Linked DNA regions of Mus musculus: region 2 is linked to region 1. The links are chromatin contacts, called in public ChIA-PET maps. All regions are on one chromosome and are shown on one strand. Each heading gives the region's core, a stretch centred on a gene start, on an enhancer-like site or on the middle of the called end of the contact. The rest is flanking DNA. Distances are from core to core; before and after follow the strand shown.

The links. ChIA-PET counts read pairs in DNA pulled down with a chosen protein or histone mark.
Region 2: a contact with region 1 is called in an RNA polymerase II ChIA-PET map of memory CD8 T cells, with 6 read pairs. The contact joins two enhancer-like sites. A contact is called at or near these places in 1 of 484 Hi-C or Micro-C datasets (the HL-1 cell line), 1 of 115 datasets of contacts at active chromatin or transcription factors (memory CD8 T cells) and 2 of 9 other capture datasets (adipose tissue and pancreatic islet).

What each region holds. Positions count from the first base shown.
Region 1 is chr5:76,867,273-76,873,570 of GRCm38.p6, forward strand. Cracd (capping protein inhibiting regulator of actin) reads left to right here. Exons shown (of 9, transcript NM_001163793.1): 8 at 1-62; 9 at 3,245-6,282. The coding sequence ends at 3,405. Among named protein-coding and RNA genes, the nearest start is that of Cracd, 30 kb to the left of the region's middle. Within about 2 kb of position 2,254, at least 38 of the 459 cell types and tissues checked have an H3K27ac peak or open chromatin away from gene starts, as enhancers often do. A contact at or near this core is called in memory CD8 T cells, where this site is marked.
Region 2 is chr5:77,145,701-77,151,633 of GRCm38.p6, forward strand. Gm34598 (a long non-coding RNA gene) reads right to left here. Exons shown (of 3, transcript XR_880411.1): 3 at 397-679. Among named protein-coding and RNA genes, the nearest start is that of Chaer1, 8.4 kb to the left of the region's middle. Within about 2 kb of position 2,556, at least 41 of the 459 cell types and tissues checked have an H3K27ac peak or open chromatin away from gene starts, as enhancers often do. A contact at or near this core is called in memory CD8 T cells, where this site is marked.

The sequences.
Region 1 (6,298 bases), core at 1,004-3,503:
GTCCAGGCTGCAGCGCAGAGAGCAGCTAAAGAAGTCCAACACTCTCCCCACGTCTGTGACAGGTAGAGCATGGGCCCTTCCCCAACACTCTTCCCACGTCTGTGACAGGTGGCGCGTGGGCCCTTCCCCGCTTGCCTGTACCTACAGTTTTCCACCGTGTAGTGATTGCCACAGCACCTCAGACGTCACACAGCACAGGTTCTCTCCAGACCAGGGCACAAACTCTGACACTGATGCAAGTGCCAGGACTTCCCCAGCTCTCGTGGAGAGACAGTAAGACGCCTTAACAGTCAGCTCCTTATTTATTTATTTTTATTTGAGACAGGATTTCTCTGTGTAGACCAGGCTGGCCTTGAACTCAGAAATTCACCTGCCTCTGCCTCCCAAGTGCTGGGATTAAAGGCATGTGCCACCATGCCCAGCAAGAACAGTCAGCTCTTTACGGGGGTACAGACACCTCTGCTCCATAGCCTCTATTATTGTCCATGGTGTAAATACGTCATCCATGGCTAAGCTACCAATGTGACAGACAGCAAGTGGCTTGCTGGGTTTCTGAACATTTAACAGGACAATAAGAGTCATCACTAGCACCTCATTGCCCATCATCTGGTGTATCTATTATCTATCTATCTATCTATCTATCTATCTATCTATCTATCTATCTATCTATCTATCATGTGTGTATGTGTGTATGCTACAGCAAAGAAAAGCATAGGCCAGAACATTTAAACAAAGGAAGAGCTGAGTCTGACAGGATTGGGCAAGGCAAGGTGGAAAGTTTAGGTAAAACTGAGGCAGGAGCCTGGGTTTGGAAGTAGACGCCAGCGTCATATCATCGGAAATGACGCAATTGAGGTAAGTGTGTGAAAGCTGCCTCCTGGGCCTCTGTGTGAAAGTGAGCTGGAGGCAGAAGATTCTCCCACTCCCACGCCCTCCAATTTCCTGGTGACTTCTCTGCCTAGGTGACACGGCTCAGATGCTCGGGCATTTCCACTGATGTGACTCTAGAGAAGGCTGTCAACTGGCTTCACAGAGAAAGTTGTCTCTGCACTGTGTCCTTGGTGCTAATTAACAACAGCCACCTTTCTTTTTTTATAACACATGAAAGATGTAAAATAAAATAAAGTGTCCCAATGGTTGCCCAACTATTGCCTGGCTCCAATCACTTGGAAGATGGATAGTTCTGAATACATAGATTCCCAGGCACTAACAGGACATCTGCTTCCCTATATGGCTGTGGTGGTCCCCAGAGAGCATAGTGTGTCTGTCTTGGTCCATTCTGTGAAGGCTAACAGAATACCCAAAGACTGGTTATTTATCAAGCTGGGAGGGCCCTGGGCTGTTTCATCCTAGGTTAGGAAGTGGATGGGCAAGCATGCACATGAGGAGAGAGAGAGAACGCAGGTAGTGTGAGAAAAATCATGAATCCACTTTTGAGGGCCTCTGACACCCAAGCACACACCACGAGGCTTCTGCCTCCCAACACAGAAGAATTCTGTGCCACCTCACTAGAGCGTAAATGAATTATTTATTCTAGCTTGCCCATGTAAGAGTCACAGAAACCTGGTATTTTATTTCCAAGCTGTAAGCCTCGACTGCGCAGGCTCTATGCTCTTCTCCCCTCTATCCAAACGGTAGCCCCTTGAACTCCATATGCTGTCTCAACCGGAATGCTTCTGCTCCACCAGCCTGCCCTCAGGTGCGCTTCTGGCCGGAAGGTCAGGATCCAAACGGCCTTGTTGCCTACTCTCTCCGCCTTCTTTTTCCTCTCTTAGTGGTCTCTCTCGAGAGCCCTCACTCAGTTCTCAAGTCCCGCCTTCCTCTCTCTACTGCCCAATCAAAGGCTCTAGCCTTTTATTAGCCAATCAGCTTTAAGTTGTGGAGCAAGGTTTACATACCTAAGATCCGTGTGCATGAGAATGCGCTTGTTTGGGGTTCAGAATTTAGCCTTTGAATACGTAGCAGCAAATCAACCCCCAACTCTAGAGAATTAAACGTCAGACATGAGAACACTGGAGAGATTCGCCCAAACCTTAGTGGTGTCTAAGCCTGTGCTTCGGCTACCTGCTACCCGAGGTCTGGAAACGTGGAGGTATTAAAAAAGAGTTTTAGTACTTAGTGGTGGGGCAGGAGTGCTTATATACCAGAACTACCTCAAAACACTGATCTTGGCCCGCAAGCATTCTTGCATTTGCTCTCACACTGCGGGTTCTAAGTATTAGCGTGAGACTGAGAGTTTCTTTCTTTTCTGTGCCCGGTTGGAAGTGATCCCCGCTTACAGCAGCGCCAGCTTAATACAGCAAGCCTTTGCTTCAAAGTGTTTGTCTTCACATTCAATTTGTATCCCCTGAGTTCCAGAAGAATGCAGGACGCGTCCCTGGGCACTAAAGTTGTGAGTGCTCCGAAATCCTTACAGAGAACCTCCTCATAGAAACCCAAGATCTCTAGTAGAGAAAGCAGGATAGTCAGGCGTGATAGCCTGCAATTCTTAACCCCTGGGAGGCGGAGTCAGGAGGATTACCATGAGTTTGCAGCCAGCCTGGGCTACAGTGTGAGATGTCTCACAAACAGGTGACAGGGGACATAGGAATTACTAGCAACACTAGAAGTCATGACAGCTGGCAGTTTCCAAAGGTTCATCTTTTGTTTTGTTTTGTTGTTTCTTGAGACAGGGTTTCTCTGTGTAGCCCTGGCTGTCCTGGAACTCACTCTGTAGACCAGGCTGGTTTTGAACTCAGAGATCTGCCTGCCTCTGCCTACCAAATGCTGGGATTAAAAGCCTATGCCACCACTGTCCGGTCCATGGGTTCATCTTAGGGCTCAGGTGGAGGCAGGAATTTCAGGAGTTCAGGGACATAGCAGTTCCAAGGCATCTTGGCTTCTATCATTCATGGCTTGAATTTCATGCCTTCTAAAGTCAGAATCTTGTTCTGGGGACCGAACTGGGGAGATGTTTACTAACGGGTACATTTCAGAGAAGTGCAAGGAATCTGTAGTGTAACACGGTGACCATAGCTACCAATCTATTGAATTCTTAAAACGTTTAAGAGCAGATTTTCAAATGTTCTTACATCACCTTGTGAATAACAGCTAGATTTGGCTATTCTGGTGTGTGTGTGTGTGTGTGTGTGTGTGTGTGTGTGTGTGCACAGCATCTCACATACAGTAAGTACATATAACTCTGTTAACTAGACTTTCTGTTTTTACGTGGCTCTTCCTTCTCTTTCCCTTTGAAACACTGCAGTGGAGATCTCAGACTCTGCGCCCTCAGCAGCACTGGTAAAAGACGTCACCAAGCGGTTCTCCACCCCAGACGCTGCCCCGGTGTCCACAGAACCTGCCTGGCTGGCTTTGGCCAAACGAAAAGCCAAGGCCTGGAGCGACTGTCCGCAGATTATTAAGTAAAGAGCGACTTTCACCCACGCCCTCGGCCGGTTGTCGGCTCTTCTCTTGCCCGTTTTATTTATTTATTTTTTATATGAGGTTAACGGAACCAGGCTAGGGAAAAGCAGCATGCTTACTAGGCTCCAAAATAATGTTCAGCAACGGAAGTGGTGGGGTTCGTTGTAAAGAGTGTATTTGCACAACCCTGGGTCCTGGTGCCTTGAGCTCCCTCTAGTTCTCAAGAGACAGTTTTGTCTGAGGGACCACGTGTAGCAAAATCTGCAAGTGCGAGCTCCTCAGGGGAGCGCCATGCCCACCCATGGCCTTCACATATGCATACCCATGCACCATTTCAGAACATGTCCTTTTGCCAAGCTTTGTAAGTTGTTGTTTTATTTTTGATTCTCTTCTATCCAAAACATTGACCCTACTATGTTTGCATATGTAACAGTGACAGGTTCACATGTACATTAAACATGGTGTCACTCTCCTGAATGCAGGAACTGGAGAAATAAGGAAAAAGCTGGCTCCCAACTCTGTGCCTATGTGTGGTTTTCATGAATTCCCCCCACCTTAAAAACCATAAGGTAGCAAACCCGCTTGCACTCTTACTACGCTCAATCCATGGTGTGCCCCGTCTTACCAGTACCTTTTTAAAGACACATGGACCATTTGGCCTCGCTGGCTCCTAAGGAACGTTTGTATTTAACCTGGTGAGAACAGGAATTGTGTCAGACTTGTCTCTGAGAATCTCTCCGTAGTACATGGGCTCATCTGCAGCCCAGGCTGCAGCCCAGGCTCTGGGAGCAGAGGGCTGGCTTAGAATATACATTTTTGGGAAAACTTTTCGGATGTGTTCTTTTACAACCCAAAGGTTAAGGACCTTGGGGTAGACTTGGTTTTCGTCATTGGGCTTTTCAGACTACGAAGAGAAGGCTTGCCCCACCTGAAGATGCAAAAGTGAGACAAGAAAATAAAGTCGTCACCTCACCCACACCAGCCATGTATGTACGATAGTTTCGGTTGCCGGCCTTCCATGCCCCTCAAGTTTTCCCTTGGCCGTTAGGGAAAATGAACAAGCCAAGATGTGTAACCTATTTATACTAAGGACTTCCAGCAGAGAATTTCTTTTTTTTCCTTTAATGTACTTGAATAATTCAGAGTCGAATGTTCCAAAGCATTTACAATTTAGAGCATTCACCTTGATACCTTTAAAAAAAAAGCATCTCAGAGTTTTACGTGGCCTTGTTATCACACACATACATGTGCATACAAAGAAGGGACGTCCCAGTTTCAAAGCCACATGTATTCATTTCTCTAGATTTGCTTTACACGACACTAGACATCCCAGCAATGCCCTCGCGCTGCTGGCACTAGCTCTGCATTTCATGCTGTTGGCTTATTTTCCTTTTCGTAGATTCTTACCCTAAAATGTAGGTGCGGATTCTTTGCCCAGGGCAGGGGCGATTACACCCTTCTTCCTCCCGCACTAACATGTCTTATAGCATCCATTACTACTTCTCCTCTGTGCTGACTCAATATGCAATGTGCTGTTATTCTGTCTACCGTACAGGATGACAGGGATGCTGTTTGCCATATAGAAATGATGTTCTCTCTAGAAACAATAGCTCAGCTTCATGAAGCAGCTGGCATGTGTGGTCAAGTGGATAGCTGTACTATTGCAAGTTGGATTTAGTATTATATATACTGAACCTTCAGACTGTTAAGAATCAATGTAACTTTTTTTTTTTACTGTTATTGTAAGCAACTAATATTTCACTGCACGTTTCCCACACTGGTGTTCATTCCTAACTTTTATGTGTAGACAATTGTTAGCTTAATGATTTCCTCACTGATATAACACTTTTGAGTGGGAATCTTTCTACCCAAAGCCCTAGAATGATAGTGCTACAGTGATTCTTCCAAATTGACTTCTCCCTTGCTTCCTGCCAGCTTTGGCCAGTACACAGTCATGGCAGAAAACAGGTACAGAAATGAGATGATTAGAAATAATAGGGCTGGCGTGGTGGTACATGCATTTGGGAGGCAGGAGCAAGTGACTCTCAAAGTGTTCAAGGCCAGTCTGGTCTACATAATGAGCTCCAGGCCAGCCAAGGCTACATAATGGAGACCCTGTCTTAAAACAAAGAAAGAATAGTAGATGCATTCATTGTGATTCAATACCACAAGCCCATACACAGCACAAGAAACAGCTTAAAGATGCCCCACTAATATCTTGGAAAGAAGAATCTACTGAGGAAAAAGGCAGTTGTCATACTTGCTAAAGAGTTCATGTTTAACATTTCACTGAAATCACTCCAAGCCTGCACTAAATACCAATCGAGTGTTATTCTGCCTATTTCTGTGTTGTGCTCTTTGAGCAACAAACTACGGGGAAATTCTGTGAAAACAAAAAATTCTTTTCCTTTTTTTAAAAAATGAATGACTGCTGTATTAAATATACGAATATACAAGCTTTTTTTTTAATTTAAATACACTTCTGGCAAGGTTATAGATGATTAACCTCTGTTCATAGACTTATATATGGAAGTAGAGTTTTTTGTTTACTTTGAAACTGTTTCAAGTGCAATTGTTTCTTATAAAACATGGTCGATTACCACTAAATTCTCATTTTAGCTGGTTATCTGCAAATATATAGTATGTATCCACTGTCTCTTCTTGTGATATTTAGTTTGCTTATTTTAAAGCAGCAACATTAGCTACGAGTGTCTTGCAATATTTTTACCAACAATAAAATTAAGTAGATACTTAATAAAAAATCCTTAGTGTGATTTTAACATTATTTTGAGATTTTGGTTGAGTACAGTTTGAAATATAAAAATGCCCCATTATTTAAGGGATAAGACCATTCAATAAAATACTGACAAGATCTTTGGCACTGATGGAATGTCCT
Region 2 (5,933 bases), core at 1,306-3,805, 280 kb after region 1:
TTTCCTTGAGGAGTTTACAGAGAGAGCTGGAGACGGACACTGTCACCTTGAGATCATCATCATCATGGCAAAGCATCTTTACCCCTATTTGAAAGTCCACTTGGGACATGGCTGCAGGCTCTTTATCCCAGCCCTAGAGTCAGGTTCACTGTCCAACTCCCCTGACCATAGAGATGGTTCTAACCGCACAGCAGACTTCTGACTGAAGCTCTGGGCTGTGGGCAACTCTGGGGCTCATCCAAGCTGTCTCTGTTCATGTTGACCACACATCATTTTCCTTCAACTCTCCTGTACAAGGCTGAGCCTTGGGGTCTCTGGAGGCCTAAGTATAATGTGTTAGAATAGTGGCTCGAGTCTGAACATAGAATACCAGGCCAAAACAGTTCCACGTGTAAGATGTTTATTAGGAGAGAGAGGGGCAAGGAAGGTGATGGTGGGAAGAGATGGGGGAAGAGACAGAAAAGGAAGGGTATTCCCCTTATATATATATATATGGATAATGATGTAACACAGGTAAAGGTGGGAGGTGAGCCAAGTCGATTCTGAGAATATGGTGGCTGATGTCTTGGCAACAGGTCTGCAGCTCCCGCCTATGTGATGTCACAGGTTTCACTGGTCCTGGTGCCAACAAAGTAGACTTCTCCCATTCTGCATTTGTCTTCCAAGGAGGCGATAGGACCTTCAGGAGAAGAATGTTTGTGGGGGAGGTGTTAGTGGGAGTGAGAAGTGAGGAGACCCTCATGCACAACAGCTGCCATGGACAGAGAGTTACTGAACTAAGTATACCTGCCACAGGGGCCTCTGTCTCCTCCTTGGGTAGCTCTGGGGCTGGTGGTCCCTCACAGCTATCCTGAGTGGAGACAAGGGGGTAAGCCTCTGCTCTTTCAAATTGAACATCTACTGGCTATCTCCAGGAAAGGGAGACAGTCTTGGTGGAGGCTCCCGATAACAGATATGTGAGTGAAACTCTTCAGCAGGGGACACCAGCAGAAGTTGGAGGGAATGACTAAGGACTGAACAGCGTCCAGTGCACTCAGCAGTGTGGCCTACTCACCTCTGCCTTGTGCCCTAGTGGCCTTGAATATGCTTTTTACTCCTCTGACCACTGATTCTGTATCCAGGCTGGGAGATTTGCCTGGCTTTTATTCTCTCTCCTAATTCATTGTGTTTGTCCCTGGGCCAGGAATCAGTAGGCTAGTAAGCCTTCTTTGTCATCCTGATTCTGCAGTGTCATCCTGTTCCAGAGACAATGAAACAAAATGCCTTGCTGCCTAAAAGAGGGACAGAGGGGCAGCAGGGAGCTCCAGAACAAAGCCTCCACACATTACCCTCTGTGGAAGCCACGGGCAGTGGAGAACGTCCACATGATGCCAACCACCCAAGGGGATGTTCACTGACACTTCCTGCCTGGTGAGAACATGGGGAAGACAGAATAATTCTCAAAAGAGCTCCAAACCACACATTGCTGAGGGGGAAACATTTAGAATTGTCAGAAAGTGAAGTCAGAAGAGAAAGGTGAACTCTTTATACTCAGCAAAAGGGAGTGTGGACCTCATGAATAGAATTTGGTCTCCTTTCTTGCTATGTAAGAACAAAGTATTTATTTGTCCCCCCCCCCTTTTTTTTTTGCACTTCTGTACTATCTACCGTGTAAAGGGTTAGATGTCCCACCCATATGCAACAGGCCTTTAGCAGACATAGAATCTGATGTATTTTTATAATCATAGCTGTATGATTATAAAAATTATTTTACTTGTAAATTATCAAGTCATGAGTCTTAAGAACTCAAATAAACTAAGAGAAGTCCTGGCTCCAAATAAGGTCTTGGTATAATTTTCTGGCAGACATGAGTTTGGGGGACATGATGGTTTGAATGACAATGGCTCCCACAGGCTTGTATATTTGAATATTTCGTCCCTAGTTGGTAGAACTGTTTGAGAAGGGTTAAGAGGTGTGGCTTTATTAGAAGAGGTGTGTTACAGAGGTTTCAAAAGACTCACGCTATTCCCAGTTGCTTTCAATCTGCCTCATCGTTGTAGAGCAAGATGTGAGCTCTCGGCTGTTTCTTGACCCTGCCATCATAGATTCTAATCCTCTAAAGTCATAAGCCAAAGTAAACACTTCATTTTATAAGTTGCCTTGGTCGTTGTGTTTTATCGCAGCAATAGAAAAGGAGACAAGACAAGGGAGATACTGTTCAACTATGTACCACCCCTTTATCTGTATAATCAGTGGATCCAAGTCCAATTTTCATTTGTTTTTATTAGTTTGTTTGACCAGCAATGCAATGAGAGGTGAACCAGCAAGGGAGCTGGTGGTATAAACAAAGAAGTGTTGGCGTTTCATTGGTGTGTTAGTGACCTTGCTCAAGGCTGTGACAAAACATCGAAGCAAGCAAGAGTAAGTTAAGAGGAAAGCTTTACTTTGGATCACAGCCAGAGGGGATAGCCCACCCCAGAGAGGAAAACAAATCAAGGGGCAGCTGAGCATGAGCAGCTGGGCCTCCTCGCTTCTTCATATCTTAGTGGAGCAGGAAACAGAGAGAGGAGGCAGGAAGTAGGGTTAGGCTATAAAACCTCCAAGTCTTTCTCTAGTGACACATTTCCTCTAGTGAGGCCTCACTTTCTAGAGATTCCAGAACCTTTCATAAACAGCAGCAGCAGTTGGGGACCAGGTACAGAAATGCTTGAGCCCGTGGGAAGATCTCACATTGAAATGACTGTAGTCGGGAAGAAAGTACAGACAGAAGCTGAAGTGCTGGGGTGGAGCCCAGGGTTTCATACGTGCCAGGCAAGCACTTTACCAACCAAGCTAAATTTCCAGTCCTCAACAGAGATAAAAGCAATGAGAATAAATCTCAATAGGAGAGCTTCAGGAAGGAGAAAAACAACTGGACTTCTGGTCTCCTAGAGCTCTTGATTTATTCTGTTTATACAGACTCGGCCCTGCACTGTTTATAGAATATATAGAATATAGAATAGAATATATTTATGTATTTGCCCATCTACTTTCTCATTCAATGCATACACAGTAATGGATAATCACTGGAATTAAAGATAAGTCTCAGCCCATCATGGTGACTTGTGTCTACCATGACGATACTCAAATACTCAAGAGGTTGAGGCAGAAGGACTGCCACAAGTTCAAAGCTTGTGCTGTAAGATCAAGAATCAACAAATGGGACCTCATAAAATTGCAAAGCTTCTGAAGGGCAAAAGATACTGTCAATAAGACAAAAAGGCCACCAACAGATTGGGAAAGAATTTTTACCAGTCCTAAATCTGATAGGGGACTAATATCCAATATATACAAAGAGCTCAAGAAGCTGAACTCCAGAAATTCAAATAACCCCATTAAAAATGGGGTACAGAGCTAAACAAAGAATTCTCAACCGAGGAATGCAGAAGGGCTGAGAAGCACTTGAAAAAATGTTCAACATCCTTAATCATCAGGGAAATGCAAACCAAAACAACCCTGAGATTCCACCTCACACCAGTCAGAATGGCTAGGATCAAAAATTCAGGTGACAGCAGATGCTGGAGAGGATGTAGAGAAAGAGGAACACTCCTCCATTGCTGGTGGGATTGCAAGCTTGTACAATCAGTCTGGCGGTTCCTCAGAAAACTGGACATAGTACTACCAGTAGATCCAGCAATACCTCTCCTGGGCATATACCCAGAAGATGTTCTAACTGGTAATAAGGACACATGCTCCTCTATGTTCATAGCAGCCCTATTTATAATAGCCAGAAGCTGGAAAGAACCCAGATGTCCCTCAGCAGAGGAATAGATACAGAAAATGTGGTACATTTACACAATGGAGTACTATTCAGCTATTAAAAACAATGAATTTATGAAATTCTTGGGCAAATGGATGTATCTGGAGGATATCATCCTGAGTGAGGTAACCCAATCACAAAAGAAATCACTTTATATGCACTCACTGATAAGTGGATATTAGCCCAGAAACCTAGAATACCCAAGATACAACTTCTAAAACACAAGAAAATCAAGAAGGAAGACCAACTCTTGGATACTTCATTCCTCCCTAGAATATGGAATAAAATATCTATGGAAGGAGTTGCAGAGACAAAGCTTGGAGCTAAGACAAAAGGATGGACCATCCAGAGACTGCCCCACGGGGGTCCATCCCATAATCAGCCACCAAATGCAGACACTATTGCATATGCCAGCAAAATTTTGCTGAAAGGACCCTGATGTAGCTGTCTCCTGTGAGGCTATGCCAGTGCCTGGCAAATACAGAAGTGGATGCTCACAGTCAGCTATTGGATGGATCACAGGGCCCCCAATGGAGGAGCTAGAGAAAGTACCCAAGAGCTGAAGGGGTCTGCAACTCTATAGGTGGAACAACAATATGAATTCATCAGTACCCCCCAGAACTCGTGTCTCTAGCTGCATATGTAACAGAAGATGGCCTAGTTGGCCTTCATTGGGAAGAGAGGCCCCTTGGTCTAGCAAACTTTATATACTCCAGTACAGGGGAAAGCCAGGGCCAAGAAGTGGGAGTGAGTGGGTAGGGGAGCAGGGTAGGGGGAGGGTATAGGGGACTTTTGGGATAGCATTGGGATAGCTGCTCCTCTAACTTCTTGACTGGGGTCACTGTCATCGCATATCCCTTAAGGGCTCATGTTCTTCACAGCATATGTCTTGTCCCCCTAAGTGATTTCAGGCTTAGTGAACCCTTTGTCACCACCAATGATATTAAATACCCATGTAGCTGGGCGTGGTGGCACACGCATTTAATCCCAGCACTCGGGAGGCAGAGGCAGGCGGATTTCTGAGTTCGAGGCCAGCCTGGTCTACAAGGTGAGTTCCAGGACAGCCAGGGCTATACAGAGAAACCCTGTCTCGAAAAACCAAAAAAAAAGAAGAAGAAGAAGGAGGAGGAGGAGGAGGAGGAGGAGGAGGAGGAGGAGGAGAAGGAGGAGGAGGAGAAGAAGAAGAAGAAGAAGAAGAAGAAGAAGAAGAAGAAGAAGAAGAAGAAGAAGAAGAAGAAGAAGAAGAAGAAGAAGAAGAAGAAGAAGAAGAAGAAGAAGAAGAAGAAGAAGAAGTGGTGAGAGGAGCAATCAAAAAGATAACAGTAAAGTCAAAATAAGTTCTAAAGAGTGTGGAGGCTATCTCTTATTAGTCGTATATCTACACGCTACGGATTGAGTATGCTTAATTTGAAAATCAGAAGTCCCAAATGTTCCAATACCTGGAAACTTTTTAAGTACAAGATAGCATAACATGATATTTCCTGTACAAGTTGCTAAAACACATTACATAAATTTACCTTCAGACTGTCTAACCAGAGTACATGAAGTTAACAGGCACCACACGTAGACTTGAATTCCAACCCCTCTTAAACATCTCTTTGGCTATGCAAATATTCCAAAATATGTTGAATAACAAATCTAAAACACTTCTAGTCCTACACATTCCTAAGAGGTACTCCACACATACACAGAAGTGTCCAGCTCGTAGTCGTTACGTGAATGAATAAACAGACGGAGAGGCAAGCATCACAAAGATAAGCAGGTGTTTCCAGAAGGTTCACATTCACGTGCCGTGAGGAGGCCAGTGATATGTGAGGAGAACTGAGTGTTCCAGGCCAGCCCACACGGGGACAGGAAGAACTAGGACAGCCTCTGCTGTCACATCCTAAAGAGTCTGCCTGAGTCACCATCCTCCCAACACAGACCCAGGGTTTGTGCAGTGCTGTAGCTGGAGGAGGTCCCTTCCATAAAGGCTCTCAAGAGCAGCCCTCAACACTTCCATGTCCTGGGGTGGAATCTCTGCCCCTCACTCAAGTCTCACATTCTCAGTAGGGTTCCTGCATGTGCTAATTACCCTCTGTGGAGTGGCAAAGTCCTTCTAGTTAGGGGTTTAAAACAATGCACCTTTAAAGTTATATTTCTACATGTGATATTA